3 separate regions of the Mus musculus genome follow, and regions 2 and 3 are each linked to region 1. Evidence: chromatin contacts called from public Hi-C and promoter capture Hi-C data. All regions are on one chromosome and are shown on one strand. The core of a region is the stretch at or near the end of the contact, and the rest is flanking DNA. Distances in the headings are between cores, read along the strand shown.

Region 1 (3,340 bases), core at 547-3,046:
AAACTTAAGCAAAGGAAAATGAACTAACTTGTCAAAACCAGGAGGTGAGTGTCCTGTGCCAGAATGATTCCAGCAACCTCGGAAGCCCACATGCCAACCACTGAAGCAAAATGCTTTCCCTAAATATGTGAAAGTCAAGAGAGGGCAATCTAAGTGCTGCTACAACTGTGCTAGGTAACATGTTGTACACACACAAGTTTAAACTGGTGTGTAAATAAAATGGTCATCCATCTTCATTTACTATTTTCCTAAACTGACTAATACATAACATAGTATAGAGACATTACTAACTGACTATTTAATAGATTTACCTGCTCTGGAGGCTGGAGAGATGGCAACTCACGTGCTTCTGGCCTCTGTAAGCACCAGTACTCACATGTACAAACATTCCCAACACACACACACACACACACACACTAAGGCTTACTACATCACACCAGGTTATGAAATTATTTTAATAATTAAAAGTTGAGTAAATTAAGCAAAACTGGAAATCTCATTTTTTTAAAAAAGCCTTTACACTTAGATTTACTATCACAAAGATACCAAAAGGAGACGTTAAGGTTGTATAAGAAATATTGGCTATTTTAAATTTAAATAAACTGAGAATAGATTAGTTCATTATTACACACACACACACTGGGGTATAGAACTTTTTACTGCACTCCTAGCTTTTCGGTAGATCTAAAACTACTCTTAAGATTTCAATTTAAAAGCAAACCCACTTCCCAGTCCTGAGATCTTTGAGTCAACAAGAAATCACTCTCAAGACCTCATCTTTTGAGAATTAGCTGGTGTTTATTAACAAAGTCAGAATGGGAGAGGAAGACAACTTAAATTTTAACCAATGCACCTAATGATTCTTATGTGCCCTAACAGAGCCAGCATTCCCTCGTTCCAACACAGACACGCCACAGTTTCTGTTAGTGGATGAAGGTGGCCCTCTTTTAAAACAATATCCCAGATCGCTTCAGGCTTTACACAACTCTAAAGAGTCCAAGAGGTCTTACAGGGAGGGACGGGGTGCTAATCACTGTTCAAGAAGGGTCCCCAAACCCTGCCTATGTCTTCTGACTCACGGCTCCACCAACTAACTCCCTGGGAAGGAAGAGAACCCACCCCCCCCCCTCCCCAAAGCATCTCGCTGAGGCTTCGCAGTCCCTCTCTGGCTTTTTCCGGAGGCGACCCTTCCAGCGCGGCAAGGACAGCCCTGGCCGGCGATCCAGAACGAGGGCTCCCTCGAGCCCGGGCCACTTGACTGCAGCAGACGCCTGTCCCCTCGAGACGCCTGGCTCCCCATTGCAATCTAACCGCCAGCCCGGGTTCATCTCACCCCGGCGCGCGGGGAAGCGGCGTGCGCTCGCCCGGCAACGCCGCGGGGGCTTGTGGGAGGGGGCGGCCCCGGCGGTCCCTGCGGTCCCTGCGGTCCCTGCGCCGCACCGCACTCCTGCCTCCCGCCAGCCCGCGCTCACCCCGCCGCCGCTGACTGCGCCGATGCCATCGAACTCCCGGCCCAGCCCGTCGGAGTCGTCTAGCACGTAGGCGCCACCGGGCACTAGCAGCGCACACAACAATAAGGGCACCGCAACACGGCTCGCCGAGCCCGCGGCGGCGGTCATGACTTTTGCTTGGCGTTGCTGGGAAGCCTTAGGTTGGCTGTTAGCCATTGTGCGGGTCACGCGACTGTGGCGCCCGGGGAGGCGGGCCCGATCGCCTCCCTGAGGAAGAAGAGCGGGCGGCTGAGGAAGCTTTCGCCATCTTAAGTGAGGGCTGCGGGCTGTCCGCGCAGCCGCTGTTGTGTTGAGCTGGGGGGGCGGGGTGGGGGGCTGGTTGAGCGAGCTTTGCCTTGTCACTTCTGTGTCAAAGAGGCGGGACCGGTCTCTGCGTGTAATTACTTAGTGACCACTCTTCCTACCTCACCTGATGGATCATCTTAGAAAACGGGAAGTGAATGGTCAACAACGGTCAAAAGAGGGCTTTGAGTGGTCCTACTCTAGCCGAGCATTCCCAGTAGGAAACAGCAATGAGGACCTGGCTTTAAGCGCCCCCAGTTAAGCGGTCACCTTGGTTGAGTCGCTTGGCTTGAGGACCCTGAATTTTTCTAAACCACCGTGAGACCAGAACAGCAAGTCAGGGAACTCCGGATAAGATAAAAGTAAGATAATAGGCACTCGGGAAGTCATAATTGTGCACTTATATACACTTAGCAAATGCTAGCTGACAAAGTTTGTTCGATTGAGTAGTCTGCTATATCCAGGTCTTTTAGCCTTAAAAGAGTTAATATGATTACTCGTCCAAAATGTTGCTATATAGTAATTTGAATTGCGAGACCTAAAAAATACAATAGGTTCAGAATACTCGGACCTTTATTCTGTTTCTTGAATAAAAAATGACTATGAAAATCACTTATGAAAGATGCCCTGACTTACATAGAGGAAGTGGTAATGTTTGCCAACTCCTGTTACAGTAACCCTTGCCTTCCTATTCACTTCTCTACCCAGTTAAATACCCTGGCAGGTGCATCCAACCTGTGCCTGAGACCACATGGAGCAGATGATTGCTATGAAAGCACCCTACCCCAAAATTGTACATAAACTTAACTCAAGACATTCTGTGACTTTTTATGATTAAAATAGTCAACTGTGCAGACCTCAAGTGTGAAGTCTATAGCGGACAACATAGTGTCAGGATAAGAAAAGGTTGGACGTGCCTGCTGGCAGCTTGTGTTCTTAGAACTTGTTCCATCTACCAGTCTCACCTTGAACTCAGAGAGTTCTGCCTGCCTCTGCCTCTCTGCCTCTCTGCCTCTCTGCCTCTGCCTCTCTGCCTCTCTGCCTCTCTGCCTGCCTCTCTGCCTCTCTGCCTCTCTGCCTCTCTCTCTGTCTCTCTGCCTGCCTCTCTGCCTCTCTGCCTCTCTGCCTGGCACATTTTACAACCTAAATTGCTCCTGATCAGATTCAGCATGTTTATCATTAACTGTTTGTTTGTTTGTTTGTTTGGGGGGGGGAGTCTTCAATTTCTTAGGGTATGCCCCTGTGCCCTGTAACTTAAATTTATGTGCTTCATCCATCTAGTCTGTCACAGCAGTTTAATTCTTAGGACCCAAGGATGACAAAGGTGAAATTATGCTTCCTCGAAACAATCATAAGCTACCTTCCACTGTCAGTAAGACTGATGTGATAGGAAAGTGAACTGTCCTGAGAATTTAGATTCCCCTAATTTTGTAGAAATCAATCTCTCTCTCTCTCTCTCTCTCTCTCTCTCTCTCTCTCTCTCTCTCTCTCCCCCTTTAGTAGAAAGCATACAATAAGCTGAGTTTCCCACCCAAGCCCCTGAGACA
Region 2 (3,016 bases), core at 411-2,910, 6.4 Mb before region 1:
GACGAGGCAGGAAAAACTGTTGTGTTCGAACAGCCTTTAAACTCTGCAGATGGGAATTTCAGAGGGATGTAAGTTATGCTATTTGATTACTGGAATCTTCGCGCTTCAGTGTGAAGAGTCACAGAGCTCGTTCATGTATGGGTATGTGGTATATTCTAGATCTAAAACTTAGCAAAACCCCAAGAGGAACTCAGCCCATCAGGTACTTTACCCAAGGCAAGGGCAGCTTCCACGGCATACTTCTTTTGAACAATACCCGCTAGAATTTCTGCCAGAGTCAAGTATTGTAGTCTTTAAAGAACTGCTCTTCAACACAAACTGTCATTTCAAATGAAGCAGGATCAACCTCAAGCATAATGCTGGCAGTAAAGTGGTTACCATATGCTTGCCACATTTGAAAGGGTGTCTCCAAACACACCGGAGACAGCATTTTGGTCTAACTCGATTTTAGAAGTAGGATGACATTATGGCTTTCATTTACAACTAGAACGGAGGATCTGGGGATTCAAATAACCATCTGGGGAAATTCGGGTTTTTTTTTGTTTTTTTTTAAAGATGACATTTACATTTTGCAGTGTTCCAGAAAAAAGTATAAAGCCACCCAACAGCTGTCTTGTTAAGCGAAACTGATTAAAAATCTCAAAGTCTTCCAGGAGTCAATGTTTATTCACTCTAAAACATCCTAAGTACGTTTAAGAGAAACATTTCTAAGACAGTAAGTTTTCTGATATAGGCAGATCAAAACATTAAAAAAGAAAATCCTTTGCAAAGAGGTAATGTAAGTCAGCTAGTCGAAAAATCAATTTAAAAGCACACGGCTTTTTGTACCTACAGAAAAGGGCAACATTATTTTCTATTAATTTTGAAAGAACTAAGTCTGTCTCAAAACCCATAAATAAAATGACTATCTACAAACTCAAAGACCATGGACACCGTGGCAGAGGTCACATTTTTCCCAGGACGCGGGGGACAAGTGACTACAATTATATCAGAGTTTTTTCTTTTAAAAACCAGACTAACAGATCAGGTGTTGAGCAATTCCTCCACTGTCAACATCCTAGTCCGGATGAACCCTGCTCTGCACAAAAGTGACAGCTCCAGGTATGTCAACTGCAAACCCCAGCGTGTCCCAGAGCCTGTGCACACATCACCTACGTGAAGGTAGAGGAATCTCTGAGGGTCTAAGCCAGCCGTCAGGAATCCCCTCCTAATTGGGCAATTCCTAATTCGTCAGAAGTCACCTAAAGTTTGCTGCGTGGGAGAGGTGTGGGCAGGGTGACCAGCCCTTCCTTATGTCCAGTTTCCTAAGCACCCTCTTCGGCCCAGGCTAACCGATGCCCAAGGCAAGAGCGAGTGACAGTCAGGGCGAGCAGTGCCCGAGACCGCTGAGCCCCGTGGCCCTGTCTCCACCGCGGTCGGGGGGCGGTGGCTCGGGGCCTGCTGCCCGAGGCTCGATACTGACCCGAGGTCGCGGCTGCCGAGCCCAGGAGCACCGCGCAGAGCAGCAGCAACGACAGCCTGACGCGGACCTGCATCCTGCTCTCGAAGGTCGAGAGCCCTCGCCGTCGCCGTCGCCGTCGCCGCGACCAACTCAGCCGCTGCCTCTGTGCCGCCGCCTCGCAGCCGCTCTTCCTGCTCAGGTTCCTTCTTCGCCCCTTCCCAGGCCTCCCTGGCCCAGAGCGCAGCCAATCCGCGCCCGCCGCTCCGTCCTCCTTGGCCAATGGCCGTGATCGCCCCACCCCACACATAGTCACGCCCCCTATGTCATCTTTTAGCCAATCATTGTGTACAGTTGTCATACCAGCTTTCCCGGTTGGACCACGGCCTCACCGACATGGCCCCAGCTAATTGGTAGCGCCTGAATCAGCGGCTCGAAGGCGGGGGAACCCTCATCCAGGACTACAACTCCCACCATGCACCGCACTAGATTTTTCTCGGCCGATGCTCTTGGGAGATGCAGTTTAGCATAAAGTCAGGTTAGAAGCCGCAGGTGGCTGAGGGCATAAGGAGTTTCAAGAAAATGATTCACTGGACTCTTGCGTTTGAACCAGAATAATTATCAAGGAACAGATATCAAACGGTTAAGAACTTGCAAGGTTGCTAAGTATTTCTTTTTAATTATTTTGAGAACTTGAACTGGACATGATATGAACGCTGAGAAATAAGCTATACCTGAACTGAAAATTTTAAATATTTAGTTAAAAAAAATACTTAAGTCTTAAAAAAAAAAAGCTTAGGTGAAGCAATACGTGAAGTTTACAGAGCCAGCAGTACAAGACAATGCCGCTTGTCATTTCCCTAATAAAACAAAAGGGAAGAAATTCCTACCAGTGGAGATTAGTTCAGCTCCTGTGATTGTTTTCACTAAGGCTTCCATATATATTAGCCACTCAATAAATGTTCTAACAGCTCTCCCAAACCCTTCAAACACTGGTCCTCATTCTTCTCTAGTGAAATATTGCAATGCTCTCTTTTTCCTTGACCAGAAAAGGGATTAGATGGTTTGTGTGGCCACAGAGGTGAGAGCCAAGGCACTTCAGGGATTGCAATAGTTATGTAGTAAGTACCGATGCACGCACAATCCCTTTGAGTGGCAGGGCAGCATCTTGATGCTTTTCAGTCTTCTTAATCAAATTGAATCCTTCTAAGATTTATTTTCCAGCACTGCATACAGAACTCAGCAGGGGGTTAGGGGGGAAAGTCTTTCCTGTCTCAGTGTCTTGACTTCTCTGAACACTTGTTTTCTATCTTTTTTGGCAGTCATTATTTTTAGGAAGATGTTAAAAAATTAGCTGCTGTACGTTTGCATCAGAGGGCATGGGGAACAGTTTCCCCCATGCCCCCCAACACCCCCTCAGTGTGTGTGTGTGCGTGCACCATGCGCATAAAGGTGTATAGGATGGAGGTTAATGTCAGGGTTCGTTCTCAATTGATCTCTACCTTCTCCACCTTATTTTTTGAGACAAGGTCTCAACATGGGCCTTGTTGATTCATCTAGCCAAACCCTGGTTTAACT
Region 3 (3,116 bases), core at 170-2,669, 6.7 Mb before region 1:
AAACACTCGGGTCCGTGACAACAGCCTCCCGGCTCCGGAGCGAAATCTCGGCGTGAAAGGAGCCTAGAAATAAAATGAGCTCCGCACGCCGGCTCCTCTCGCCTCGGGAGCACGCACCTCCCAGCCCCGCGCTCAGCAGCTCTCACTATTTAAAGCCGGATCTGGTGTTTAAATGGAGAGGCGGTGACGTAGGCCTGAAAAGCACCTTCCCATCCTGGCAGAGTCTATATTAGAGAGCGGCAATGGCTCTATATAAACAGGGCAGCCAAAGGGAGGAGGACCACAAGGCGCAGGCACTGAAAAGCAGGGTAAGCGGCCGCAGCCATGATGGATCGACCCGAGTCGCCAACGGTATAGTGTCGGGCAGCCGCAGGCTGCTCTGCGGCGTTTGGGACCGGGCAAAATGAAAAAAAAAAATTTTTTTTAAAAATAAACAAACAAAAAAACAAATATTGTGCTTTATTGTCATAAAAAGAAATCAAGAGATGGGGTGGCCTAGTGATCACATTGCGTTGGTGACTCTTTTAAAAGGTTATTTTTATGTGACTGCTTTTTGCAAACCTACGTGATCGCAAGTAACCAAAAAAAAATTTTTTTTTGCTCCTTTTTAAAAAAGGGAGCAACGGGAAGAAGTAGGCAAATCTCGAGGCGAAAGCGGGGACTCTTGGGCCATTCATGTAGGCTTTGTTTGTTCTGGTGCTTAGGCTAGTCGAAGATACCGCGGGGGTTTTGCTTCCCCTTCGCCATTTTACCCACTGGGGAGGAACCGAGATAAGTGCTTTCCAACCTTCATAATTTTTTTGTCTTTTTTTTTTTCTTTCTTTCTTTCCTTTCGGAGGATTAGTAAAATCGGCCCCAAAGGAGGCTCTCCCAAAGCACCACCTCCGGAGAGCCCCCGAAGGCACGCCCGGCCTCGGCGGTATCCGAGAGGCTTCCCCAGACGCGGGGCTCGACCCGCAGCCGCTCGCTCGGGGACTGGCCGGGTCCGGGTCCCCGCGTGGGGCCATCGCCCGCCCGTCCGCGCCCCGGGGTCGGCAAGCCAGGGCCCCAACGGCCTGCGTGGCCCGCCCCGCGGCGCTCCCGGCCCCCGCCGCCCTCCTCCCGCCAGTCCTCGGCGTCCCCCCCGCCCGGCCAGGCCCGCGGCGGGCAGCGGCGGCGGTGGAGGGCGGAGGGGACCCGGTCGGGAGCGCCGCCTCGCCCGGGCCCGCCCCCGCCCGCCCGCCCGTCCGTCCGTCCGTCCCAGCCAGCCGTTGCCTGCCGCCGGAACCTTCGCAGCCCCCGCCGGCCACCGCACCACGTCCTTACCACGGTGTTTGTGTTTGCCGAGTTCGCCATTTCCACACACAACACAAACAAGAGGGAACGAGATAGAAAGAAAGGAAAAAAAAATTTAAAAAAAAAAAAAAAAAGAAAAAAAAAAAAAAACAACTGAGACCCGGAGGGTGACCCAAGTCACCCGCCAAGAGTGGGGCAAAAAAAAAAAAATCTCTCAACAAAACCGATCCAGAAGGAGTAAGAGGCGGGAGAGCAGGAGGAGGGGGGCACTCCTCCCGCAGCTAAAAACCTCGAGAATCGCCTAAAGAAAAAAGAAAAAATGGGGGAAAAAATTAGCCACGACCCCTTAGGGGGTTAGGGGGCGTCACCCGCTCCCCACTCGGCGCCGAGGAGGGAAACCAACACCGGTCACCGCTCCCCGCGCCACCGCTGCCGCCACCGGCTGCAGCTCCAGCCGTCCGGTCCGCCTGCTTCTCCCCTTTATATAGCGAGCCAACGAGCTGCGCGAGCCGCCGCCGCCGCCGCCGCCGAGAGACAGGGCGGAGGGAGGGAGGGGCGGAAAGGGCGGGGGCAGCGGGGGGCGGGGCCGAGCGCGAGACACCGCGAGAACCGCGTGCGCACGCGCGCCCGGGGCGTCGCCAGGTTTCTTTTCCCCCCCCTCCCCCCCGCCCCGGCTGGGTGGCCGGGTGGGCGGGGCCGCGGGCCTGGAGTAAAGAAGGCGCGCGCCGCGGCCTTTTCCCCACCCCCCTATGGCTCGCGCGATCACGTGGTCCGCACCCTGGCGGAAGCGGTCCGTGGCGGTGGTGGTGGCGACCGGTTGGACCGGGAGGCGTCCTCCGGAGGAGGCTGGGGTATTGAGGGAAGCCAGCGATCAAGGGTACCTAGCGCTGCGTCGGGTGGACGCGCAGCCGCTCCGGTGGAGCGGAGGAGTGGGAGTAGCCGCCGAAGCGATAGGCTTCCCCGGAGGATGGCTGCGGAGGGACGGCGGGTCACGTGGCGCGGCTTCCGGCTCCCGCGCGCTGGGGCTTGGGACAGTTTTTAAATGCGGAGTCATCTTTTGATTCGTGAGCTTAGGTCGGATGAGGAGGAAGTTCGCGCCTCTTGCAAAGGACAGACCTCGTGAAGTTGTGTATAAGTCCAAAGGCTAGGAAAGCTTTGTTCTCCCTCTGTCTACTTTACAGAATTAGGGACGCCTGTAGGTGTTTCCAGCCGTTTGTCTGTACAAAATTAAACTATTAGGTGGTTTGGCTAAAATGCCCCAAAGAGTCAGCCTCTACCAACTCAAAAGTACTTTAGATGACTTCTTAGGGTGGTAGAAATGACGAAAAAAGAAAAGGAACTCGGATACAACTACTACATATTTGACTCCCTGACATACATTACTGCTCTGTTTTTAATGTTACCAGAGTGCTGTGATTTGCACACTGGCCAGCACACAGTGACTAACCACATCTGAAACCCATGCCGTTGACTCATCAACTTGCCTGGCCTGTCCCAAGAGATCAGGCAGAGTCTGTTGGTATCTTGGAGTGCAATTCATCGGGAGTTTGACCTGGGACGTGCAAGCAAATTCTGCCTTTGTATCAATATTTTACGGAACAGATTCCTGTTTGGTAGGCAGAATTTAACAACTGCCACTTTCCCTGGTCCTAGGAATATGGGGACAAAATGTAATGTGGACGTGGGCATTTTATGTTCAAAAAGCAATCAGACAATGTCATTCTATGCCAGTGAAGCCAGATAAGTGAAATATCAAAGACTAGAAGAGCATGGAAAGACTACAGATTGTTTCCTATGACCTCAGGGAAGGGGATTAGCGAAGACTGGGACCATGCATACTA

What was found. Promoter capture Hi-C pulls out the DNA fragments that hold promoters and counts their contacts. Hi-C and Micro-C count contacts between places; a contact is called where the count stands out from the background.
Region 2: a promoter capture Hi-C map of pre-B cells shows a contact between it and region 1. The contact joins the promoter of Sel1l here to the promoter of Galc in region 1. A contact is called at or near these places in 2 of 39 promoter capture datasets (cranial neural crest and pre-B cells) and 4 of 484 Hi-C or Micro-C datasets (B cells, CD4 T cells, CD8 T cells and 1 more).
Region 3: a contact with region 1 is called in a Hi-C map of regulatory T cells, with 4 times the contacts expected there. The contact joins the promoter of Gtf2a1 here to the promoter of Galc in region 1. A contact is called at or near these places in 7 of 39 promoter capture datasets (the HPC-7 cell line, cranial neural crest, frontonasal cranial neural crest and 3 more) and 14 of 484 Hi-C or Micro-C datasets (B cells, CD4 T cells, CD8 T cells and 6 more).

The regions. Positions count from the first base shown.
Region 1 is chr12:98,257,663-98,261,002 of GRCm38.p6, forward strand. Galc (galactosylceramidase) reads right to left here and starts at 1,797. Exons shown (of 17, transcript NM_008079.4): 1 at 1,473-1,797. The coding sequence starts at 1,667.
Region 2 is chr12:91,847,497-91,850,512 of GRCm38.p6, forward strand. Sel1l (sel-1 suppressor of lin-12-like (C. elegans)) reads right to left here and starts at 1,661. Exons shown (of 21, transcript NM_001039089.1): 1 at 1,463-1,661. The coding sequence starts at 1,535.
Region 3 is chr12:91,588,230-91,591,345 of GRCm38.p6, forward strand. It overlaps Gtf2a1 (general transcription factor II A, 1), which reads right to left and starts at 1,420. Exons shown (of 9, transcript NM_031391.2): 1 at 1,306-1,420. The coding sequence starts at 1,335.